5 separate regions of the Mus musculus genome follow, and regions 1, 2, 3 and 4 are each linked to region 5. A link is a contact called in public HiChIP or PLAC-seq and promoter capture Hi-C data. All regions are on one chromosome and are shown on one strand. Each heading gives the region's core, a stretch centred on a gene start, on an enhancer-like site or on the middle of the called end of the contact. The rest is flanking DNA. Distances are from core to core; before and after follow the strand shown. Region 1 has its middle 28 kb from the start of Gm39685. Region 2 overlaps Axdnd1 (axonemal dynein light chain domain containing 1). Region 3 overlaps Ralgps2 (Ral GEF with PH domain and SH3 binding motif 2). Region 4 holds the start of Ralgps2 (Ral GEF with PH domain and SH3 binding motif 2). Region 5 overlaps Abl2 (v-abl Abelson murine leukemia viral oncogene 2 (arg, Abelson-related gene)).

The links. HiChIP or PLAC-seq counts read pairs in DNA pulled down with a chosen protein or histone mark. Capture Hi-C pulls out chosen DNA fragments and counts their contacts.
Region 1: a contact with region 5 is called in an H3K4me3 HiChIP or PLAC-seq map of bone marrow-derived macrophages, with 2.0 times the contacts expected there. The contact joins two enhancer-like sites.
Region 2: a contact with region 5 is called in an H3K27ac HiChIP or PLAC-seq map of extraembryonic endoderm stem cells. The contact joins two enhancer-like sites. A contact is called at or near these places in 3 of 115 datasets of contacts at active chromatin or transcription factors (double positive thymocytes, extraembryonic endoderm stem cells and pancreatic cancer cells) and 1 of 9 other capture datasets (adipose tissue).
Region 3: a promoter capture Hi-C map of adipose tissue shows a contact between it and region 5. The contact joins two enhancer-like sites. A contact is called at or near these places in 1 of 484 Hi-C or Micro-C datasets (embryonic stem cells) and 1 of 9 other capture datasets (adipose tissue).
Region 4: a FOXA1 HiChIP or PLAC-seq map of pancreatic cancer cells shows a contact between it and region 5. The contact joins the promoter of Ralgps2 here to the enhancer-like site in region 5. A contact is called at or near these places in 1 of 39 promoter capture datasets (the HPC-7 cell line), 2 of 484 Hi-C or Micro-C datasets (embryonic stem cells and forebrain) and 1 of 115 datasets of contacts at active chromatin or transcription factors (pancreatic cancer cells).

What each region holds. Positions count from the first base shown.
Region 1 is chr1:157,016,053-157,019,209 of GRCm38.p6, reverse strand. No RefSeq gene overlaps it. Among named protein-coding and RNA genes, the nearest start is that of Gm39685, 28 kb to the right of the region's middle. Within about 2 kb of position 1,484, at least 82 of the 459 cell types and tissues checked have an H3K27ac peak or open chromatin away from gene starts, as enhancers often do. A contact at or near this core is called in bone marrow-derived macrophages, where this site is marked.
Region 2 is chr1:156,343,293-156,346,024 of GRCm38.p6, reverse strand. The region is part of intron 20 of Axdnd1 (axonemal dynein light chain domain containing 1); the gene reads left to right. Among named protein-coding and RNA genes, the nearest start is that of Nphs2, 34 kb to the right of the region's middle. Within about 2 kb of position 1,449, at least 19 of the 459 cell types and tissues checked have an H3K27ac peak or open chromatin away from gene starts, as enhancers often do. A contact at or near this core is called in extraembryonic endoderm stem cells and pancreatic cancer cells, where this site is marked.
Region 3 is chr1:156,911,504-156,914,319 of GRCm38.p6, reverse strand. All of the region lies in intron 1 of Ralgps2 (Ral GEF with PH domain and SH3 binding motif 2), which reads left to right. Among named protein-coding and RNA genes, the nearest start is that of 4930439D14Rik, 26 kb to the left of the region's middle. Within about 2 kb of position 1,304, at least 18 of the 459 cell types and tissues checked have an H3K27ac peak or open chromatin away from gene starts, as enhancers often do. A contact at or near this core is called in adipose tissue, where this site is marked.
Region 4 is chr1:156,938,370-156,941,110 of GRCm38.p6, reverse strand. Ralgps2 (Ral GEF with PH domain and SH3 binding motif 2) reads left to right here and starts at 1,485. Exons shown (of 19, transcript NM_001159967.1): 1 at 1,485-1,622. 4930439D14Rik (a long non-coding RNA gene) reads right to left here and starts at 2,317. Exons shown (of 2, transcript XR_003948625.1): 1 at 2,053-2,317; 2 at 916-1,984.
Region 5 is chr1:156,615,361-156,618,407 of GRCm38.p6, reverse strand. The region is part of intron 1 of Abl2 (v-abl Abelson murine leukemia viral oncogene 2 (arg, Abelson-related gene)); the gene reads right to left. Among named protein-coding and RNA genes, the nearest start is that of Tor3a, 57 kb to the left of the region's middle. Within about 2 kb of position 1,282, at least 152 of the 459 cell types and tissues checked have an H3K27ac peak or open chromatin away from gene starts, as enhancers often do. A contact at or near this core is called in the HPC-7 cell line, adipose tissue, bone marrow-derived macrophages and 2 more, where this site is marked.

The DNA.
Region 1 (3,157 bases), core at 235-2,734, 400 kb before region 5:
ACATAGCTTGGGACAGGAAATTTGCCTAACACGTCCTGGATTTGATCCTCAGCACGGTAAGAAAACAGGTATGTGCTGGGTTTAATGTATGGTTCCTAAGAAGTTACTGGGGACCCCCTGGACCCATCCTACTTTACCAAGTTTCCTGGCATGGCTTATTGTCCCACACCTGGGGGGCATTTTCAGACAAGACTCCATTTAAAAGACCTTGGACTAATGAATGGTTTAATATGTTGACATGACAAGCTCAAAATCTGAATGGAAGCTGGGGATGTAGCTGAACTGTGGAATGCTGGGATAATTACATCACAGGAATGCTTTTGAGGGCATATCCTGCCTTGGCCCCTTCCCACTTCCTGGTTGTCATACGATAAGCAGCCTTCACAATAGACTCCTGCCTCCATGGTATTCTGCCTAAACTTAGGCCCAAAGCAACAGACGCAGCCAATCATGGGTGAACATCTCTAAAACCAGAACCAAAATACAATTTTCCTTATTTAAACTGTCTCAGGTGTTTGTTACTGTGATGAAAAGGTCTGAAGTTATCTCCCTCCTTTGAAATACAGATCTGACTGGTTGGTACCACTTTTTAAGCAATGTAGACAACCACTTCTGCCATAATTAATAGTGGTGCTATCCTGTTACTTTATTTTTAAAATTATTTTATGTGTACATGTATTTTTATGTACCATGTGTGTACCTGGTGTACCTGGTGCCCACAGAAGCCAGAAGAGGGCATTGAATCCCTGAAAATGAAGTTAGAGATGGTCGTAAGCCACTGTATGAGTTCTGGGAATCCAACCTGGGTCCTCTGGAAGAGGAATAAATGCCTAAACTGCTGAGCCATTTCTCCAGGCCCTCTTAATATACCTCTACTTCTACCTCTACCTCTACCTATGACAGTATTTGTGCCAGGCCTGGTGATGTGGGCTTGCAGTCCCAGCTACTTTCCAGGCTGAGATATGAGGCTCATAACGGCAAAGTCAAACTGGGCAGCTTGGTGAGATAACAAAGCCCTAGGTTTCCATCCCCAGTACCAAAAACAAAGAAGGAAATGGGAGCATAAAAGGGATGTGTATTAAGTTAATTATTTTCAAAAACAAGCATTTCAACTCAATCAGCAATATTTAGATGGTCAATATCAGAGCTATAACATGCTTTCTATTGTTCCGGTGGTACTTGTATGGCTAATTGACCCCGGCAGTTACTTTCACACAGACTAATTGATCTGATCATCCCGGCAGCTAAAGCATCTTGACTGGTGGATTTGGGGGTGAAAACTGAGCAGGAGTCCCTGGCTCCCCCTCCTCACTCCTTTGGAAGCAGCGACTGATTTGGAGGCCACATGTTCTGTTTCTCCTTTAGTTCTTTATAGAAGCCTGTGCTGCCCAGGTGTTACCCTTGATGGTATGGGAAAGGCTCTCTAATTCTGGGGTAAGGCCCAGGAAACTCGTTTGCCTACAGCCACAAGCCACAGATGTGGTTCTGCTTTCTTCCGCCTCAGCACTTCGTTTGTTTCTCGGTTGATTCAGGAACCATCAGGCAAAGAGGAATCTGTTTCTGGACCTCTTAACCTCACTATGAGGCAAGGGAGGTGTGGCTCAGAACTCAACCTTCCAAGGACTTTACTGAAATGATTCTGCGGATTAGTGGGAAAGCCGTCAATCTCTACCCCGGACGCATTCATATTAAAAGTGTTAATGTCCCACTCTGTGGCAATGTCATGTGTCAATAAAGCTCCAGTTTGGGGTGGCCCAGCTCCAAAAGTACTTTCTAAGGGGGAAACAAAACTCCTGGCTTTTCTTCAGAGTCCTCCACCATACACACCAGCAGCCCTGCTCCGGGCTGGGTGGGGGGCCTTTGATCTAGACGGGGGGTCCTCTTCCAGGCCCTTTTGAGTTTCATAACTGAACATTACACCTCCCACACGCTCACCTGGGTTTCAAAGCAAACACTTCTGTCTGCAAACATCTAATCTGAGAGTTCAGACCCTTACCAGAGGGGGAGAAACCCCTATGAACTGTTTTTTCTTTCTGCATCTCTGAAAAGTCCAGTTGAGACTATCTTCATCAGGGAGGACACAATATTTGCTGTAGGAATGTTTATGGGAGTTACTGAGATAAAAGAGACAAGTGAATGTTCCTGATACATATGTTTGAAACCGTCATTGAGGACACTCTCTAATCATCTTCTAGAACCTTCTGTCTGATGGCCTCCACGAGAGGGACTGGAAAGTTTCATCTCCTGTGGGGAAGTGACTTCCTCCTTCCTGTAGGATGAGCGAATTCAACTTTTCTTTGTCTTGGCTGTCAAGCCTGATCCGTCAAGCCTAATTACCTCTGTCTCAGCCAGACTCCCACTGCTGCGATCAAACGTCATGACCCAGGCAACTTGTGGAAGGAAGGGTTTGTTTCCTCTTACACTTCTGCATCACAGCCCAGCATGAAAGGAAGTCAGGCTAGGAACCACGCAGGAACTTGGAGGCAGGAATTGAAGCAGAAGCCGTAGAAGATCACCCCCTGCCTGGGAGTGACACCAACTGCTGTGGACTGAGCCCTCCAGCATCAATCTCCGATCAGTAAAAATGCTCACAGGCTTATGCACAGATCAATCTAGCGGGCATTTTTCTCCATTGGGATTCCCTCTTCCCAAATGTCTAGTTTGTATCAATTTAACAAAACAGCTAACCAGGTCATATACTAATTTTTATTGGTTTAGATTTTTCTCTTTCCTGTTCTTCTTCCTTCCCCTTTTATTGATTTTTGACATGCGCATGTCCTTCTAAGATGAGTTTGAAAGCCTTGTGAAGTGATTCTATAGTCCCTTGAGGTCAGAGAGGGGACTACAGGAAGAAAGAGGGATGCTCCTCGGGAGGATAACAGAATTTCTGTCTCTTGACTGAGGTAGTGGTGACCTGGATGGGAGTATTTGTAGCAGTTCACTGAAGTGACAGGTTAAGATGTTGCATTTTACTGTAGATAATGAAACCGCCTTAACTTTGATTTATTCGTCTAACATGAAGTTGCTATACTCTACCAGGCATCTTGCATGGCTCTGGGTAGAAGAACATACACACACTCATGTGAGTTGTTCACCTACCTACCCCAGGAGCAAAAAGGGCCTGAAATCATGGCATATCTGTTCCTCAAGCCACTGC
Region 2 (2,732 bases), core at 200-2,699, 270 kb after region 5:
ATATGCCTGTCTCTGCGTGCCCATCCAAGTGGGTATCCTCCAAGGCCTGAAGAATGTGCTGCATCCCTTGGGTCTGGAGTTACTGACAGCTGTGAGCTGAGTGACTTGGATACAGGGGATGGAGCTCAGGTCCTCTACAGGAGCTGAATCAGGCCCCTCGACCAGTGTGCTACTGGCCTCGCCCCAGCTGTCGCACTCATTTGTCATCAGTGTGCTTTGAGAGGAGGAAACATTTTGGCTCATAATTTCACTCAGTGTTCAGCTGGCTCCATTGAACTGTACTGAGGCAGGGCATCATGGCAGAGGGGATGTGGTAGACAAGAGATGTTCACCTCATGGCAACTGGGAAGCAGAAAGAGGCAGACAAGAAGGGGCTTGCTATGGTTTGTCTATGCTCAGCCCAGGGAGTGGCACTATTAGAAGGTGTGGCCCTGTTGGAGTAGGTGTGTCACTGTGGGTGTGGGCTTTAAGACTCTCATCCTAGCTGTCTGGAAGTCAGTAATCTACTAGCAGCCTTCAGATGAAGATGTAGAACTCCCAGCTCCTCCTGCACCATGTCTGCCATACTCCCACCTTGATGATAATGGACGGAACCTCTGAACCTGTAAGCCAGCTCCCCAAGATGTTGTCCTTTTATAAGACTTGCCATGGTCATGGTGTCTGTTCACAGAAGTAAAACCCTGACTAAGACAGGCTAGGGACTGGACTTGTTCTTTGAAGACAGAACCCCCACATTCTCCAACCACATCCTACCTTCTATTAATCTATTCCTCACAGACTTCTCAGTGGATTAACCCATCCATGAAGTTGGTACCCTCATTATAGACCTTTCAATGGCACCACCAGGCAAAGAGCAACACAAATATATATATATATATATTCCATTTTTCTCTTGGTGGACACCTAAGTTGTTTCCAACCTTGATAATTATAGGCAAAGCTTCAGTGTACTTTAATGCCCTAATCTTTGGACAGACATCTCTTGGAATGGGATATATATATATTTCCAAGATGACTGAACCATTTTTATACTCCTGTTGTTAGGGTCTGTGATTCGCTGAAGAAAGACCCCAGACTTCATTAGTATGCAAAAGCAAAGAGTGTTTATTCAGTTGAATTTTCTACATGCAGGGGTTTCCCCATTCAGGAATGGAGACCCATGGTGGACTCACAGGCCCAACTTGTCAGATGTTGTCAGCTAGGGGAATTCCAGGGAGGGACGTGTACTCCTTTACCTTGATTGCTTAGCTCTATCTCTAGGGTCTGATTGATTCTATAATTGGTTAGGCTCTGGAGACTTCCCAGGGGGTCGCTTACTCACTCTAGCTATCTATTCCTACTTCAGGCCAGATGACAGGGTGTCCTCGGATTGACTGCCTGCAGCTGTGGCTGGCTGACCACAGGTTCCTGGATCCAGGTTCTCATTTCTAGGAAACAGAAACTTAGGCCTAAGTCTCCCAAACTGTCAGTGTGCAGCCCTGTCATGGAGTCAGCCTGGCTCTGGCTGACTCAGTCCTCTATCAGCAGTAAACAATAATCCTTTGTTTCACATCCTCACCGATAGTTGATATAGCCCATATTTTAAATTGTGGACATTCCAATAGGTGGGTAGTAATAAGTTATCAGAGTTGTTATTTGCATTTCCTTAATGACTGATGGTGTTGAATTTCTTCTCTTGTGCTTATTCTTTATACTTATGTCGTCTTTGGTGAAAGTCTGCTTAAATCATTGGCACATTAGTGTTGGCTTGTTTCCTTATTAAGTACTGGGAACTATTTGGGTTGGATAATGAGTCTTAGATCCTATGTATTATTTAAAAATGTTTGCTCCAGCTTGTGATGTTTCTTGTCTTACTAGGACTTTGACGGCTGGGGGGTGGGGTGGGGGGTGGGAGGGGGGTTGGGGTGGGAGGGGGTGGGGGGGTGGCTCAGCAGGTTAAGCACTTGCTTGCCCATGCCTGAGAACTGGTATTCAGATCTCCAGAAGCCATGTAGATATCAGGTATGCATGGCAGCCTGTCAGTAATCCCAGAGCTGAGAAGGCAGAGACAGCGGGCCCACAGGTGAAGCTGGTTATTAGACCAGTGCAATCAGTCAGGTCGAGACTCTTCCTCGGTGGGTAAAAGTGGGAGAGTGAACAGGGACACCACCAGATGTCAACCTCGGGATGCCACACATTCACATTCACACATAACCCACACAAACACGTGTCCACACACGTGAGAAAGCATGGTCAGACATGTGTGTCATACATACATATCGTGTCACACATACGTATACATACAAAAATGCCCCCCCCCCAAGGGTACCTTGAGAGATAAGAGGTTCTTAGCTTGGATGGTGATCTAGCCTTTGTTTTATGAATCTTGCTTTTTGTGTTACTTTAAAGGAAAAGTTCTGCCTTACAGCATCAAAAAGATTTTTCTCTCATGTTGTCTTCTAGATGTTAAATAGTTTTAGGCTCTACTCTCAGGTTTATTATCCACTTTGAGTTAAAAAAAATTTTTAAAGAAATCTGTGTTTCCAGGTATGATTCCTATTTGGCATCTATGTTATCTGAGTATTGTGGTGCCCTCTGTTAAAAAGGCTGTCATTTATCAAGAGGCTTTGTCATCTTTGCTGAAACATCTATTGAACATGTATGTGTTGGTCTGAGCCTTTTCCAGGTAGATCTATTGGTCAACATGATCACCATTACCAATCTTCATGATTTTTATCATAAATTTTATAATCT
Region 3 (2,816 bases), core at 55-2,554, 300 kb before region 5:
TGGGACTGGGCACAACCTCTGCATTTTGATTGGTTGTCGTATTCTGTAATGGTCTCCATTTGTTACAAAGAGAAGTTTCCTTGATGCAAGATGAGGACTAAACCTCTCTGTAGGTATAAGGACAGATTGGTTATCTAATACGAAATGGTCAGCCCTGAAAACATACATGCAAGTTATATTAAACAGACTGAACAGGTTGCATTTATGTATAGTATACATATATCTATATAGTAAAAATAATGTAGAAAGAGGCCATCAGTTTGGAGGAGAGTAAGGAGGGTGTGGAGGGGTAAGGAGAGGAAAGGGAGGTGTGCATTTATATTTTCACAAAATAAATAATTAAAAAAATAGACTCCCTCAGAGGTTGATTGGGTATACTAAGGATAAATTGCATGGCCTCCTGGTAGAAAGTACCCCATAAATGCTAGCCTCATTGTTGTACATTATATTGTTGTAGCCAATGTATAAAATGTATGACCAGACTTTGTATGAAAACAGTTGCTTAGCCTTTCCTTATAAAAGCAGAATATTGTTCACAAAAAGGCTAGTAATAGGAGTTAATTATGAACGTCTAAAACCTTTTGGCAAAGCTCCAAAAATATTAGTAGTCTTAATCATGGTTAAAATAATTATTTCTTCTCTGAAGTTTTCTTCCAGTTGGTGTAAACTTAAACAGGAAATAGTTTTTCATGTGTTTTTACTCTCTGAAGTATTTTGTGGTGCACCAATCCCTTGAAAATGTTTTTTTGTGGTCCCCCACCCCTACCCCTGCCCCAGCTGAGAACAAAACTCAAGGCAAGAGCTCTACCACTGCGCTCTTGCCAGTGACCCCCAACCCCGTTCTCTCTCTTCAAAAATGTTTGTTTGTAGTTGTGTGTGCATGTGTGTGTGTAGTGGGGAGTGGTATGTGTGTGTGAGTGCAGATGATGGACCGTGGCAGCTGTAGGTGGAGGTATGGGCGCTGTTCATGGAGGGTGCTGGGCACCAGTCCTCTCTGCAAGAGCAGCGTGGGCTCCTAACTGCTGAGCCAGCTCCTTAGCTGGGCTAGGTTTCTAAGTTGATGGCTGTTTTCTCTGGGTACTTTGAAGCCCTTACTTTCTGATTGCCGGTGATGAGAAATCTTCAGGGTTTTATTGTTGTTAGAAGTATTTTGCCTTTTAAATCACTTTTAAAAGAATTACTTGTTGGTTTAAAGTAGTACACGAAGAATGCAGTTCTTTTTGTTTGTCCTGCTTAAGGGTGGCCCAGAGTATGAGTCCCTCCCATCTTCTGAGTTCTGGAAACTTCAGCCTGGGTCTTGAGCACTTGCCTTGTTTCATCATCTCTTTTGGATCTGCTCTCAGGGCGTGTAGGGTTTACCCTGATTTTTACTTCTTACATGGTGTCTCCATCTGGACAGTGCTTTGTGTGTTGTTTTCCTGTTTGTTTACCATGAATTCCCTCTTGAGTAGAGTTTGCTATGGTGCTTCTGTAGTGAATATTAATTTTGTTTTAAACTCTATTTCTCTTTATGCCTTCCTTCGTTGAAAGCCACTGATTTTAGTCCGTTCTGCTCTGTAGGGTCTATCTGGTAGTTTTGGTGAGAGGTGAGCAGTCACTGTTGCTCCCTGCGGTTTACAGTAGGTTGTGTGCTCACAGAGTTGCCGATGCTCCTGTGTCGGGTCTGCCAGTGAGGCTTTGTTTGACTGGTATATAGTATGGAGTCCATGCTCAGATTTGTTTCCACTGTCTGTTGAAGAACTACAGTTGTTGTGAACTTTATTTTTAAGGCAGTGTCTTACCATGTAGTCTTGCTGGCCTAGAGCTCTCTATGTAGACCAGGGTGACCTCAAAGTCACAGATATGCCTGGCCATGTGAACATATTTTAATGTGGATTTCTTATGTTGAGGGTCTTGGGCCATGATGGTAATGTATATGCCTGGAATAGATTCTGTCTTCTGACCTCACATTAAGCCCAGGCCAACACAGTTAAGTTTATAGATCTTCCTGGCCAAGACACATTTTCCTCCCCAGCATCTTGCCACCGATGGGCCAGGCTCTGACCTCCCTAGCTCTGCTTCAGATGAGATGGGTGGGGTGGGGCTGGAAGGTGAGGGTGTAGAAGGTGAGGGTGTAGAAGGTGAGGGTGAGGGTGTAGAAGGTGAGGGTGTAGAAGGTGAGGGTGTAGAAGGTGAGGGTGTAGAAGGTGAGGGTGTAGAAGGTGAGGGTGTAGAAGGTGAGGGTGTAGAAGGTGAGGGTGTAGAAGGTGAGGGTGAGGGTGTAGAAGGTGAGGGTGTAGAAGGTGAGGGTGTAGAAGGTGAGGGTGAGGCCTTGGTTCTGTTTTTATTTTTTAGCGGTCTTGTCTTTTCTCTTCAGCTGGGAATTAAAATTCAGACTCTTTCTACGTTTCTCATGAAGCACAGCATGCTTTTAGATTATTTTGTCAACTATGTTACTAGAAATGGTCAAATGACCGAATCTTAACCTGTCGCTTTGTGGGCTTGTATGTAATATTTAAATACCATTTCCAATGTTTTTACCGCTTGTCTGGCTTTATAATCCTGCCCTGTGCATGGTTGCTTTGTTCAGGCATCCACTCATTCTTTCAACAGGTATGTAGTAAGTAGATGATTAGATGAAATATATTATATGTGTATGAATGCAAAGAGGAAGGATAATGCTTTAATTTTCTTTTAAAAATGTTATTCTTTAACATCAAGGAGCTAAAAGAAGATAAAATAAACAGTGTGAAAATGCCACTTTGTGGGAGATGTTAGGCAAGGAACCTTTTGTAACCCAGATATTTAGCAGAACCCATTCTTTTGAAATTTCTATC
Region 4 (2,741 bases), core at 236-2,735, 320 kb before region 5:
ACACACACACACACACGTATCTCTATCTATGTATCTATGTATCTATGTATGTATCTATCTATCTTTGAATGTATTGTTGTTGGCACATAGCCATCCACCTTTCCCTTAATCTCTTACTAACTTGGGGAAAGAAAGATCAATCATTTACTCAGTGACTCAAAGGGTTCCCCCTCCCAACTGTTACTTCAGTTTGTCTGTTGTTTCTTTGGGACTTGAAGCAAACAGCATCGAAGTGAAAACTGCATCTAAGTAATTCTCCTGGAGCCTTTTGGTCACTAGTGTTCCTTAGCCCCGCCCCCTTTTCATTAGTCTACGCTCAGTTGAAGATTTCTGACAGGCTTTTCTTCTTTTTGGTTTCTGTGCATCTATTGGAGAGACTTCCAACTTAAAACGGAATAAAAAACCAGCACTGGGCTTTATCGCTTTTCCTTGCTTCGTTTTTATCTTCCACCTACTTTTGCATGGGCATGTTTTAACCAAGGGGATGAAGGAGCGTTCTTCTACCTTCTCCACAGAAGGGAACAGTGGTCAAAAGGGACAGTGTTTAACTTTCTTCTGCATAAAAGAATCCACTGTTTTGATTAGTTATTATAGGGAAAAAGGAAATCAAAACGAATTTGGTCCCTTCACAATCTACACTCAGTGCTGCTATAGAACTGTCCCTCCACCCTCCACTGCACATTGCCTAGAAAAGGATCGCATCTATTCCCGAATGACCTAATGATTACACCAAGGTGGCTCACTGAAAACCTTCCACTAAGTCACACTGCATCAAATGGTGCTAAGTTTAAGTAGGCCACCTAGGTGCACCCCAAGAAACAACACCCTTCTATTCCCTTTCATTCACAGGAAAAATTTCACCTTTTAGAATCACGTTCCCGCAATGGCGTGAAAATACAGTCCACCTGAAACTCATCAATCCGGGACTAGGGGATCCCAAATATTGTTATTTGCTCCTTAAACCACCGGCAGCCACCCTGCTTAACACCTAGAGGCCGACCCAACACTTCCGGCATGATGATGTGCTAGAGTGCAGACTCCATCATTTAAGATCCCACGGCTGTGGGGTGACTCTTCACATTTGCAGTCCCCCTCCACTTGTCCGCCACGACTCCTAAGGACGCCGCCCTCACGGGCTGGGTATTTGATCTGGGGGCCAAGCGTTTCCAGACTTTTGTCCTCTGGCCCGAGCGGGGAGCAACGCCCGCGTCCCAGGCGCCAACGAGACCCGTGCGGGGAGCAGCCGCGGGGCCCCACCTGTCCGTCCTGAACCCTGCGGCTCGTCCTTGCGGCCGGTGCTGCGCCTGCGGCTGGGGCACGCGCCTCGGACACCGGTACGGGGCGGCAGTTGGCCTCGGGGGGCATAGCCCGGCGCCCGCAGACTGCGCCGAGACCCCGGCGACCCGGCGTTCCCGGCCGCGCGAGCGCGCTCGGTTGGTGCGCGCGCCGCTCCGCCCCGCCCGCCCGGCGCGCGCCCCCTGCGCGGCCGGGGTGGATCCAGCGCACTCCCCTCCCCCGAGCGCCGGCGGCAGGCGCTGAATGAGAGACGCCGACTGCTCGGTTGGGCGAGCGATTGCCTCGGAGCCGCGGGCGAAGCGGAGGCGACGGCCGCGGCTGCACAGGTCGGCGTGGCGTGCGGGCGTGTGGGGAGGCGCGGGCAATGGCGGCGGCGGCCGCGGTGCGCGGCGCGGGAGGGCGGGCTGCGGGTCGCTCGCGGTCCCGCGGTGGCGGAGGCCCCGGCGTCGCCTCAGCCTCTCAGGTGAGCCGGGGCCGGGCCCCGCCGCGCCAGCCACACCCCCTCTCGGCCGGGGCGCCTGCACCCCCGTCACCGAGCCGAGGCGGGTGACCTGTTGCGGGGCCGAACCGCCCGCGGAGCGCGGGGTGAGCGGCGCCGCGGCGGCGGAGGCCGCGTGCGGACACGGAGGGGGGTCCCGCACCGCCGCGCTAGCTGCCCGCAGCGCCTGGGATTCCTTTGCTGTGTGGGCTTAGGCGGGCTCGTAAACACCGGGCTCGGGGAGGCGATGGGGAGCTGACCTGGAAGGGAGCCCGGACCTGTGCGCTGCCGCCGCGGCTCCCCGCCCCCCTCGAAGCGCTTTTCCTGCCGCCGTGTGCGGTGTAGACGCAGGCGGGTTTCAGGGTGCGTGGGCGTGTTTGGGAAGAAGCTGCGAGCTGATAGGAGGTACCTTAGTGCGAATGTTAATTTGTTTGAGCTGGGAGGGGTGAGGGAGGAGGAAGAAAGGGGCCTGTTGGTGGCCGTGGAGGAGGGGCGTTTGCAACCCCAAATCCCTCTGCAGAAAGCGCTCTCCACCGAAAGCATCCAGCGTCTTTTGTTTAAGATCGGAGGATGAAAGCACGGGCGGCAGTTAATTGAGCCTTTCCTCGTAGGTGCTCTGCATCCCCTCCCCACCCCCACACCCCGTCTTAGTACGCTGAAGTAGCTATAGAGCTTTGTTTCGGTGTTGGTGTTTGTTTATGAGTTGACTTTGGCGTTGTTTATGTAATGTTTACCATCCGGTGTACTCGAGGTCGTGTGTCTTTGAAGATGACCATTCGAATTTTGTGGAACTTTTCATTCCTTGCATGAGAGAGTACCGCAGTGCCACAGTTCGTTAACTTGCAAACTGTAAAAGCCTGTCCCACCCAGATATGATTGTTCGGGCTGTAGCATCATAAATGTAGTAAGTGTAATACTGTTACTGCAGGAGTGGGATTTGTAACCAAACAGTATTATTTTAATAATA
Region 5 (3,047 bases), core at 33-2,532:
GTCTCAAACCGCCCCCCCAAATTTTTTTTCACTCAAATGTAAACCTTTGAGGACATTTTCTGATGATCCTATTCAAAAGTGCATATACTCCTACATGCATGTATAGTACCTAAGTCTCTTGGGTGCAATGTTTTGAGGCCAGGAAGTTTCTTATTTGTTCATTGACAAATAAGTACAGACACACAGAACAACAACAGCTGCTGCCCCCCCCCCCCAAGAGCTTATTTACAAGAGGCTTTTTTAAAAAGATAACAAAAACCAAAACCAACCAACCAACCAAAGTCCCCGGCATGTGGCACATGGCTGTAACACGGGCACTCCAGAGGCTAAGGGAGGAGGATGTTAAGTCCCACATCACATAAGCACAACATAGCAAGACCCCATCTCCAAACAAACTACCCAGCACACAACAAAAGGTTTGCTGAAGGATAATGTGTGGCTTGCAAACTCACAGCAGGCACTATTAGAGATGAGCAGCAAGCCCCCTGGGGCCACACATAGCTCGGTTTACACTGCATGTCTCTTTAAATGTGATGAACCAAAGTTCCGCACTGACAACTGTCAATATACAGGGAGATATCTAGACATGGTCCATCTGCTCTAGGGAGGGACTTCAGGTCCAAAAGAGGGCTACCAAAGTCAAGGTGTCAAAACGTACAAAGAACGGAGTCCACAGGACAATCCTGTGTAAAATTTAAAGCTATGGGAAGAGTTGGGTATTCTTGTCCCAGGAGAGTTAGGTAATATATTTACTATATAATCAACACATACACAAAAAACTCTTCTTCAAAATTTAATAAATGTAATAAAAGCCAACCACTGGTACATACCCCTGAGATGAAGTGAAAAACACAAGATAAATGCAGTACCTAAGAGACAAGGCCCAGAACCCAAGCCCAGGAGACTGTCTTTCCGTTCCCTGGCCTGGCCGCCCCTCCTGTCTCTGACTCTTACAGAGCTTCCTTCTTTCCCTCCTTCCTTCCTCCTTCTTCCCACTCCTTTGTTCTTGTACAACAAGTTCCTGTCCAATCTGTCTGCACAGGATATCCACAGAAAACATTGCCGGTCCTACCCTCTAGCACCAAACAAAAGGAAAATATCATCAAGTAAAAATGCCCAAATTCCCGCTGAGGCCAAGACTAAGCACGGAGCTAATGAATGATCTTAGCTGGAAGGCTGCGGAGGGATGAGTAAAAGAAACAAGAAGAGGCAGACTAAGAGCACGGCAAAAGCAAAGGAAGCCCTGGAGCCTCAGTGAGCAGGGTCCATGGTATGTTCGCCACTAGTTAAGACAGGCAAGCCCTATGAGTCAGACGTACCGCGCCCAATTCAGTGTCAGTGTGGGCTAGAACTTCTTAACAATGCAAGTTAACTAAATCTTTTAATTGACCCACTGCAATAGCAGTAGATCGTGAGGATGTGGAAAGAAGGCAGCAGAGGACCCCAAACTCTACTGAACTGTGTAAAAGACTTAAGGAACAGAAATATTTTGAGAACCATAAAGAAGTAATTTGTTATCTTTTCTACTGAATCATTTGTAGGACAAATACACACACACACACTCACACACACAAAACAGCAACATACTTAAAACCTATAATAATAAAACTGAAACACAAATTCAAATTTGGATATTTAATGCTTAGCTTATAAAGCACATTTTCAATATTTAAATTGTTACTTTTTTTTTAATCATTCTCATTATAGATTGTCAGGCAGTAATCATTGCCTCAAAGTGTTTTCATTATTTTATATTACTTAACATTATTCTACTTTGTATATGCTCTAAGAGGCTAGGAATTTTTAATAACTCTTCTAAAAACTATTTTAGTTGGGAATATATTTGGTAATTTTCAATTTAGCTTAAGTTTTTCAATCAAGATGTGCCATTTAACATCATTTTACATATTATCCATGTTCTTCCATTCATTACACATTTATTAAAGGTCTAGTATGTTGGGTGTGCTGGTACACACATTTACTCTCAGTTCTCATGAGGCAAAAACAGGCTAGCTACTCTCTCTGAGTTTGAAGCCAGCCTGGTCTATACAGCAAATTCTAGGCTAGCCAGTCAGACAGTGAGATTCAATCTCAAATAAAACAAGACAGTGCTGTGGCACACACCTTAACTCCTGGTGCTGGCTGGCAGACGCAGACAGATCTCTGAGTTCCAGACCAACGGAGGTTACATTTTGAGACCCTGCCCCCCTCCCCATAAAACTGAAAAGATAAACAAGCACACAAACAAGCCATGTAATCCTCACTGAGCCCAGTGGAGACTACAGGAGCAGATAACCCACATTTCATTACTGTGTTGTCTACCCCCACCCCAGCCTCATCTCAACACACCTGTCACGTGGGCCACAGCGAACTCCGAGACATCCCTGCCCAGGCAGGGAAGCAAGGTGTCCTGGTCTCTACAGTAACTGGTTGATGGCAGCTGAACAGGTCCCAGGACCATGCCTTTGGCCGAGCAGCATGAAAAGTTAAACTGTTCTGAATAGAAGAGCCTTAAAATTCCACTCTGGCCAGCAAGCCATACACGTGGGACATTACTCACACAGTCAGGGGCCAGAAGGAACAAAGTGCAAGTTCAACCCACAGGGGCGGAGTCCTGAGTAAGGGTGGAGCCACTCCAAAACCTCAGGGATCCGGTGGGGGTGATGCAGAGGCTATTTCAGTCTCACAGAAGTAACTGTTCACAATACAATCAGCTAGGGTCGGTAAGCATAGAAACTTCCAATCCCGAGGACAGAAGGGGGCATGACTGCTCAGTGTTTCCCTGGAGAAACCTGTTTACAGTACACCACCAAACACTTTGAACAGTCAGGAAACGCCTAACAAGACTCATCTTTTACATCACTCCAGTTAGTTCAAGAAACCACAAATCTAAAGTCAAAGAAATAGCTACAGCGTGACTCATAAACACAGGCAGAAGCGGAGAGCAACTAACTGCCTCCCCTAACAAATGGCCTGTGCGGCTCAGTACAGGTAATGGCCTGGCACAGTGTTCAACTGTGAGTGCTGAAACTTGGAAAGGCAAAAGC